Linked DNA regions of Gossypium hirsutum: region 2 is linked to region 1. The links are chromatin contacts, called in public Hi-C maps. All regions are on one chromosome and are shown on one strand. The core of a region is the stretch at or near the end of the contact, and the rest is flanking DNA. Distances in the headings are between cores, read along the strand shown. Region 1 holds the start of LOC107901562 (proline-rich receptor-like protein kinase PERK3). Region 2 holds the start of LOC107901566 (tetraspanin-19).

Region 1 (4,290 bases), core at 328-2,827:
ATGTTCTGTTAGGGACAAACTCATAAACAAGCAATCTCTCAGCCCCATTGATGCAGTATCCTACCAAGGAAACAAGGTGTTTGTGATGCACTCGGCTAATGGTCTCAACCTCGGCCCGGAATTCACGCTCCCCTTGCCGGCTCCCAGCCTTCAGTTTCTTAACCGCGACGTCTTGTCCGGTCAGCAGACGCCCTTTGTAGACGTAACCGAAACCTCCTTGTCCAATGAGGTTGGATTCGGAGAAACCATTGGTCGCAATGACTAATTCCTCATAAGTGAAAATGCCACTTGAAGGATTCAATGCGGTATCTGCTGCAACTGTTGCTGAATTGGAGACATTTTGTTGTTTTTGTTGCATTGAAGCAGCAGAAGGGCCATCTAAAAAACCAAACCAAACAAAACATTGAAATTCTATCAGATTTGGGTTCTTAATTAAGATTTGAAACAAATACTAGTTGTATTAAATTCACCTTTTGTGACAGTAGAACATTGTTGAATTTTAGTGTCTGAAGGCTTGTGTTTTCTCCTTCTACCTTTGAAACAAATGCACACTAATGCAAACACAACAAATAGTAGAACTGCAACACCAACGGATGCAACTATAAGCCCAATTGGAGACTGTGGCCTGTGCTTTGCGGCTGCCAAACCTCCTTTGCTCGCTGTTAGCGCTAATGCTGGTGGTGGTGGTGGTGCAGGCGGTGGAAAGGCCTGAAAGAATCCTGGAGTTTTAGGAGCTCCGATGGAATGAGAAGCTGCAGGTGGTAGTGGGGGTGGTGTTGATGTTGGTGGCGGTAGAGGTAGAGGTAGAGGTGGAGGCAGTGGAAATGCCCGAAATGGTGTTGGAGTTTTAGGGACCCCAGTAGAACGAGAAGCTGCAGGTGGTGGTGGTGGTGGAAGCACCACAGATGGTGGCCTTGGTGGAGCTGTTGGAAGTGGAGTAGATGGCAAAGGTTTAGATGGCTGTTGAGGAGGTGGAGGAGAAGATTTAGGAAGCAATGGGGAAGGAATAATAACCAATGGTGGTGGTGGGAGTGGGGGAGAAGCTAATGGAGTAATTTTAGTAGCAGCAGCAGGGGGTGTTGGTGAGGGTGGTGGTGCAGAAGTAACAACCGCCTGTGTAGGAGTAGTAACAGGACTTATAGCAACAGCAGCAGGAATTGGAGGTGGGGTTGATATTGGGGCCAAATGGGATGCCAACAAGGGTGGAGGAGAAGCAGAAGCAGGAGTTGGTGGGGGTAGGGGTGGTAGAGGAGGCAGAACCACCGGGAGTGGTGGTGGTGGAAGAGGAGGAGGGGAATCTACGGGGGATGATGGAGACAATGAGGGTGTTAACAACATATTGTAATGTAGAGCCCACAACTCCCACATGCAAATCAATGTACAATAAAATGTTTTATCCTCGGAGTGGTGGATTTCATAGCTGGAAAGTGTTTTAGAGAATTTATATTTTGTTTTGGTTGCAGAATTTATGAATCCATTTTTACTGACATAAACCATAAAAGGGGATAAAAGTAAAACCAATCAACTAAACCACTCCACAAATAAAAAAAGAAAGTTGCAGTTTCATGGCAAATCCCGATACTCTAATACTAATGGGGGGATTTTAAAATAATAATAGATGAGAGTCACGGGCGAGGAAACTCGAATTCACCTCTAACACCTGGGTCCACCTGTTTAGTTTTTTCTATTATATATTTTTCATATTATATGTTACATTTAAAATATAAATATTATATTAACATAAATTGTTAGCTCAATCGAAAAAATAGAGTTTTATTAATGTTAAATAGCACATGTTCAAATTCAACTATGTGTAACTTTTCATTGTTTTGTTAAAATAAAATATTAAAAATTCCTCAAATAATATAACTAATTTTTTAATTACAAATTTATATTTTTGTAATTTCTATAATAAAGTTAGTGTTTAATTAACTCGTAATACTAATTCAATTATGGCTTTAATAGTAGTATAGATCATCTATGGATCATTATATAAATCAGACCAGGTCAAATTCTCAATTTTTTTCTAAACTCAAGTTTAAATTAAGCCTAACTTAATTTAATAGCCCTAAATTTAACTTCAATGTTTAATGGCACTTGAATTTTTTTATCTCCCAATTTTATTCTTGAGTCTAGCTTCATTGTCCAACTTGATACCCATATCAAACAACAAGTAACCCAATGAATATTTGACACATATGCTCTAGTATAAAAATCCATATGTATTTAATTGAGACAGAACAAACTCAAGTATCAAATTAAATAACCTTAAACTATCAAATTGAACATTGAAATCACATTCAATATTTATAAATTTTTTAACTAAATTCAATTTAATTTTTTTTAACTTTTGTGATTGGCTTGTGATTAAGGGATGTCCACTCATGGAACCTACTTAGGTTCGCACAGCTAGGGAGCAAGTGGTAGGTTTTTATTTAAGCAACTCCAGATAGACTTAGTGTGTGCATGGGAATGTTCCTACCATGTGTGCGTGAGTACTAACCCTCTAGTTATACAGTACTAATTTTTTTTTTCTATTTAAGTGAATTTGAGTAAATCCAAACCTATTCGAGGTGAAAATTTCTTGCCCAAGCTCAACCAATCGGATAAGCCACTCGTAAATGATTTCTTTCCATAACGAAAATAAGAGACCATGAGGGAACATCAACAGATATGTACATTTTAATCATGTAGACATATCTATACCTACCAAAATGGAGAGCTTATCATTTTTCTCCTCTGCAAAGTTTCTTTAATGTCTTCCTACTAGAAAAGGAAAGAGCATCTTTGACATCTAGCCATCAAATGAGGAAAGCATTTAGTGCTCAGGAAATGCCAAATTTGGACAAAGCCGACTGGAAAAGAGTTGAGAATACCTGGGATGTACTTTGATAATCAGCTTTGATCTTAATTTGGGCTTTAGCAGATGATGTGTTGATTATACATTCTACGAGATAATTAGATGTCGATGACTCCATTTTTTTGCGCAAAGAAGAAAAACTTTAAGTTCGGGGATTGACCGCCCGATGCAATGCAGTGGATGGAATGGCTTTGCATGTGCCGAACAAGAGCTTGAGGAGCCATCAGTGCCACGATGCCTTGAAGGCTTACTGAGTGCTCCTGGACAGATTACTTGACACGATGAGTTCCAAGAAAGGTGCACATAATCGCATATATAAGCAAAGCTTTCCCAAGTATCAAGAATGGCATAATGGAGAACACATGGTTTCCATTCTAGGGACCATCTAGGAAAGGCCTAAAAGTTCTGTCGTTATAGGGGTATCCATAAGAAGGGTCTGTAAGATCGAATCCAATTGCAATTGCAATTCCATTTCCTATATATTTCCTGAAAAAGTAGTCTATCTCACGAGCTTCATTCATTGTGGGAGTAATATATACCACTCGCTGCTTTTGAAATATTTTACGAACTGCAGGAAGTGAAAAAGTGTTGGCAAATCAGATGTTCGAACGAGACCGTTCAGGAACATAGGTTGTGGGTAACTAAAGAGGTAGCGAGACTGACAGCTTTCTCTATGAGCTTACAAGCTTAGCTTTTGTTTAGCTTTAGGGGTGGCAACTAAAGAGGTAGCGAGACTGACAGCAACTGCAGGAAACGTGACTTTCATTTTTTTTATGGAAACTTGAGTCGTTTAATATCGCTACACAAACCTGTGATAAAGCAACTGGCAATTGGCGCCACCTCTGCTGAAATGTGCTTGGATCCCGGAGTAGCTTTTGTATTAAGCTTCAATTGAGGAGATGGAGTAGCAGGTGCAGCTGCTGGTAAACCAACACCAAGCAGATCATCAATTGCCGAGCTTGCTGCTTGTGAAGAATGGCCTGCTGCGGTGGGATTTGATATTGCCAATTCTCTCTGTGTAGACGAACCATCATAAGGAGCTGTATATGCAGAACCATTATTAGTTGAACCTCTAGTTTCCTCTTTCTCAGAAGTAGTTAAAAGCAGATCCTTATCATTTTCCTCAACTCTCAGAGCAGAAACAACGTTATCTGCTGCTTCTCCATCGATAGATTTCCGAGCTCATCTGAAAACTCAAATGGACCCGTGTTCCTTATCTGTAAACATGTAAGATGGCTGCATATATTTACAAATATCAGTTGACACTCATTATTATTATTTGAGTAACACAATCTAATTACGTTCCTAAAAGGAGATGCAGAGTGGATATTGATAAAATTGTTCTCAATGTAAAATTGTTCACATTCATATAAAATGCTTACAAACTATTTATAAATTATAGATAACCCTTTAAAACAAAAAAAAAATTG
Region 2 (4,610 bases), core at 1,532-4,031, 170 kb before region 1:
TTATATTTTTTTGTCTTTGGAGGTTAGTTTGAAAGAATAACTGCATTATTCGGCATTGGAAGTAACACTTTGCTTTGCTGCAGGACATGATTCATGTTGTTGAATCCATGCCAGTGAAAAGATATGGTGATTATTTCCTTCGACAGATTGTCAAGGTATGGTATATATTTGTATTTCTTTTATATGCTTGCATGACCAATCATATGGCGATGGGCTATGTGTGAGTGTCGGATAGATGTTGTAAATTTTTTTTCCATATATTTGGTGGTCATAACCCCATATTTATGTGGGACACATGCAGTTGAAGTCCGAACAACATAAGTGATGGGTATTTCACTTATTACGCACTTATTACTCTGGTTAACCCCTTTTGACTTTTTTTTTTCTCTAAATAACAGCTTGAAGGAGTGATCAATGACATGGATCGGATAAAGCTGGAATAGATGACCTACTTGATTATTTTATTACTTGTACTACTTTAGCGAAGGATTTATTTTATTTAAATGGCATTTTGATGCCCATTTTGTCTTGGAATGGGTAGAATCTCACGTTAAGATATATAAATGGTTCCTTTTTGAGAGCACTGTGAGAGGGGATTTATGCATTTGCGGGCTTGCCAGAAAATTTTTGTTGCGACTGTTGCTTTGTTTGTTATTCTTTAACTTTGGGTTAGCCCTATATTCAAAATATTGATGTGATGGATCATAGTCATCAATTTAATGAAGATGTGTTTATTAGATTTAGGCCTTTCAAGTGAAAATTGGACCACAAAAGAGTTAACAACTTGAATGCACTTGAATATGGGGTAAATTATGTCAGTCTCAACTTTGAGCTAAATGGTAAAAATCATTTTGGTTTCAATTTAGGTACTTAATTTTTAAAAAATAATAAAACAGTCATTAACATTATCAAAAAGTGACAAATCAATCACCTATTAACATTTTTGTTACAGGCCTAATGGAACGGGTGATGTAGCTAGTTAATTACCTAACGTGATCAGTTAACTTGTCATGTTGGATGAGGCAAAGTTTCAATTCAGTCATTCAACTTTAAAAAAATAACAAATCAGTCACTAACGTTATCGAAAAGTGACAAATCAGTTTCTAATGTTATCGAAAAGTAACAAATCAGTCACTCATTAACATTTTCTGTTACAAGTCTAATGAGACAGGTGACATGACCAGTAAATTAGCTAATGTGGTTAATTAACTTGTCACGTTAGACGAGACAATGTTGAGTGACTTTTTTTTTGTCCTTTTTTTTATTTTTCATAAATGGCCTAATATTTTTACTTTTTGCGTAAATGGCTCAATATGTTTATACTTCTTCTCCATCCTAACAATCTCGCCGTCACCGTCTCCACCACAATCATCTTTAGCGTTACCATCGTTGACCTCCAAACCATCACCCTATCTTTTTTGTATTTTTCAACCCCCCAATGGAGAAGCCACATGGTTGGGATCCAATTGTCTTTTTCTATTACCTGAAGCCACTTTCCTCTGAAAAAATTAGATCGAAATGGGATTGAAGATAATTTTGGGTCAAACTATTAGTATCCACAACCAAACTGGTGAGGAGAAAATCCTCCAAAGCAACATTCAAGCGATTCAAGAACCAAAACGACTCGGATTTGTCAAGATCTTCATGGGATATGATTGATATAAACAAAAGGGTCGTTGATTAAGCTAAACAACACTAACTCCATTGTCAACATTATCAAGTTGCATAAAACAAAGTCAAAAGCAAAACAAAGGGGAACATCCAGACAAACTAAACAATCAATTAAACTCATGATTTTTGGGAACGAAGGAAGCAGTTCCTCCAAAGGGACAACCAAATGTCGACAAGTGAAATTCTGGGTCGGGTCAGTGATTAGCAAGATCCCAAAGTCAAAATTGGACTAGGTATTGTAGCAAAGGAGTATGATAGATGGATCAGAAGAAGAGCGGTGGAGATGGTTGGCAACGAAAGTTGGGGTCGAGGTGAGGTAAGCCCAGTCATTCGAAAGAGATTTGAATCGAGTCATGGACCTAAGGGGTAATCTAGAAAGGATATCGAAAATGGTATTTTGGGTTAATGACAATGAGGAAGCCATGGTGCTCTGCTTTCTTCATGAACAAGAAGAACTCATTCTAGGGTTTTATTTGTTCTTTTTGGGTGTCCGATTTTTTAAATTTAGTAGGACCAATTTGTTATTTTTTGAAAGTTGAGTGATTGAATTGAAAATTGAGTGACTGTTTTGTCATTTACCCTTAAATATTTTTTGAGTTGGAAATATCGTGGTGGCCGGTTAACTGCCATGTCACTTTTCTGTTACGTCTGTAACGGAAAATGGTTAAAAGCATTGTTTTATTATTTTTCGAAAGTTGAGAGACTGAATTGAAACCAGAGTGACTGTTTTGTCAGGTACTTCAAAGTTGAGTGACTATTGGTATAATTTACCCTTGAATATATTAAACTTTCTATTGATCTGAAATGATTGAAAATGATTCAAGTTGGAATAAAACTGAAATGTTTTGAAAATTTTGATTTTAATTTTTTATTTATAATTCCAACTCCAAATAAAAAAATTATTTAAATCATAAATGTTAATTTATCCATTTAATTATTTGGTTTTCTTAAATTTATCCATTTAATTTTATTCCAAGGGCACTAATTGGATAAGTGTTAGGTAACTTAAGAAAAAAAAAACAGAATGGGAAATTCCAAATTGGGTGAGACAGAGAGGCAACTTTCTTCAAAGTAAGTTTGAATGGCAGTTATACTTGCCTCCTTGTCTTCAATGATCAAATCCCATTATGTGTACAATCATTATAAGACTACCAACTCAGAACCATCTAACTTTCAACCTTCTATATTAATGCTTTTTCAGTCCCCGGTAAACACATGCTCTTCACCTCTACGCTCAGCTTTGCCTAAAACCACCCAAATGGCGGTCACCACCATATTCCTCTCATTTTTGTCTCACATTTAAATGCAAATCCACAGCGCTTTCCATAAATTAAGCTTATTCATCTCCAATCACCACTGCCATGCCAAGGTGCAGCAGGTGTTGCTTGCACCACTCCATGAAAATAGTGAATCTCATCATGAATTTTCTTGGGATTGCAATCATTGTTTACTCCCTTTGGCTCCAAAAGAAGTGGAATATTGGTGTTGCTCAATTGGTTTCTTTTCCTTCTATTCCCAACCCTTGGTAATTTTCTTCTTTCTTTTTGCAAGTTTAAATATGCCCCCCCCCAACCTGTCCTTGCTTTCTTCCCATTTTTGAATTTTAGTCCCTCAACTTCTCTGCTTTAAAAATTAAATTCCATTGTTAACGAAATTTCATGTGGCATTTTAATGTTAAAAGCTCTGATTTTAAAAGTTATAGTACAATTGATAACACATCCAAGTCTAATATGTGGACTTCGATTATTTTTTAATCAAAAAAGTAGAGGGACTCAATTTAAAAAGTTTACAAAGTGCAGGGACTGGGGTGAAATTAGACCTCTTTCTTTTTTTTCAGTTTTCAGTGAACTTTGAATAAAATTGTGTGTTGCCTTTGTATAAAACAGGTTTATATATACGTGTTTTGGTGTGGGAATTGCTGTGTGCTTGAGCTCACTATTCAGTTTCATTGTCTCTAATTGTATCAGCACATCTATACTTTGTATTGTATCCTTTGCCCTGGCCTCAGATTTCAGTTTATTCCTTGTCATCATTATCAGTCAAATTTATGATTTTGGTCCCTCAACTATACGCAAATTGATGTTTAGTCCCTATAAATTGGTCATTCCACTTTCACAATGTCATTAGTTACACCGTTAAAATGCTGACGTTCCTACTCCATGAGATGTAAGGTTTGTTTGTTTTTATTTAAATAGATTAACATTTTAACCAAAATGGGGTTAAAATCAAATTATGGTAAACTAAAATATAAAATTGGCATAATTGGATTGTGAAGTTTCCATTTCATGCTTTCAGTAATTGGGTTTAAGGTTTTAGAATAGGAAAAAATTGAAGTTGAAAGCCCCTATTGTAAGTTTCCTGAACCAAGGTTTAATTAGTACATTTTCAGCGTTTGCTCCCTTCTTTTTCTGGAAATTGCCGTGATTGTCACCATTTTCTTCAAGAATGACTGGAGTTCGGTACGCCTACTCTTAACACCCATATATCTCATTATCTTGTTAGCCTCGGTTCCACTTGCAATTTAACATTTATCTCACATACCTACCAACTATTTTAGTCTAATATGTACACTTCAGCTTATTCTCAATCAGCCTATTCTGGAATTGAAAAATCTGCCATCTTTTTTTCATATAGCTATCTAAAGTTTTTGCTGGTAAAAAGTCGGACCTAAATTCTCACTTTTTGTCTTATTTTTCCTAAAAGTGTACTGACGTCTAATAAGAATGTATAACGAATCACATTCTTATTGGTCGGTATTGTGTTTTAGGATAAAAGCAGATGAAATTAATAATTTAGGTACTACTTATTAAAAAAAACAGTATAATTTAAAGGTTGATTTTGCATTTAAACCTTTCATTTATTAAGGACATATAGGAGAGGGGTAGATTGGTTCTGATTACGTCTTTGAAGTCAGTTTTCTTTGTCTTAAAGTTGCTACA

What was found. A called contact is a pair of places that touch in the nucleus more often than the background predicts.
Region 2: a contact with region 1 is called in a Hi-C map of leaf, with 3 times the contacts expected there. The contact joins the promoter of LOC107901566 here to the promoter of LOC107901562 in region 1. A contact is called at or near these places in 8 of 34 Hi-C or Micro-C datasets (anther, fibers, leaf and 1 more).

What each region holds. Positions count from the first base shown.
Region 1 is chrD06:21,794,711-21,799,000 of Gossypium_hirsutum_v2.1, reverse strand. LOC107901562 (proline-rich receptor-like protein kinase PERK3) reads right to left here and starts at 1,577. Exons shown (of 8, transcript XM_016827618.2): 1 at 471-1,577; 2 at 1-378. The coding sequence starts at 1,497. It also overlaps the pseudogene LOC107900050.
Region 2 is chrD06:21,967,952-21,972,561 of Gossypium_hirsutum_v2.1, reverse strand. It overlaps LOC107901566 (tetraspanin-19), which reads left to right and starts at 2,781. Exons shown (of 5, transcript XM_016827624.2): 1 at 2,781-3,196; 2 at 3,558-3,657; 3 at 4,050-4,130. The coding sequence starts at 3,033. LOC107901567 (eukaryotic translation initiation factor 3 subunit L) reads left to right here. Exons shown (of 8, transcript XM_016827625.2): 7 at 84-155; 8 at 399-737. The coding sequence ends at 443.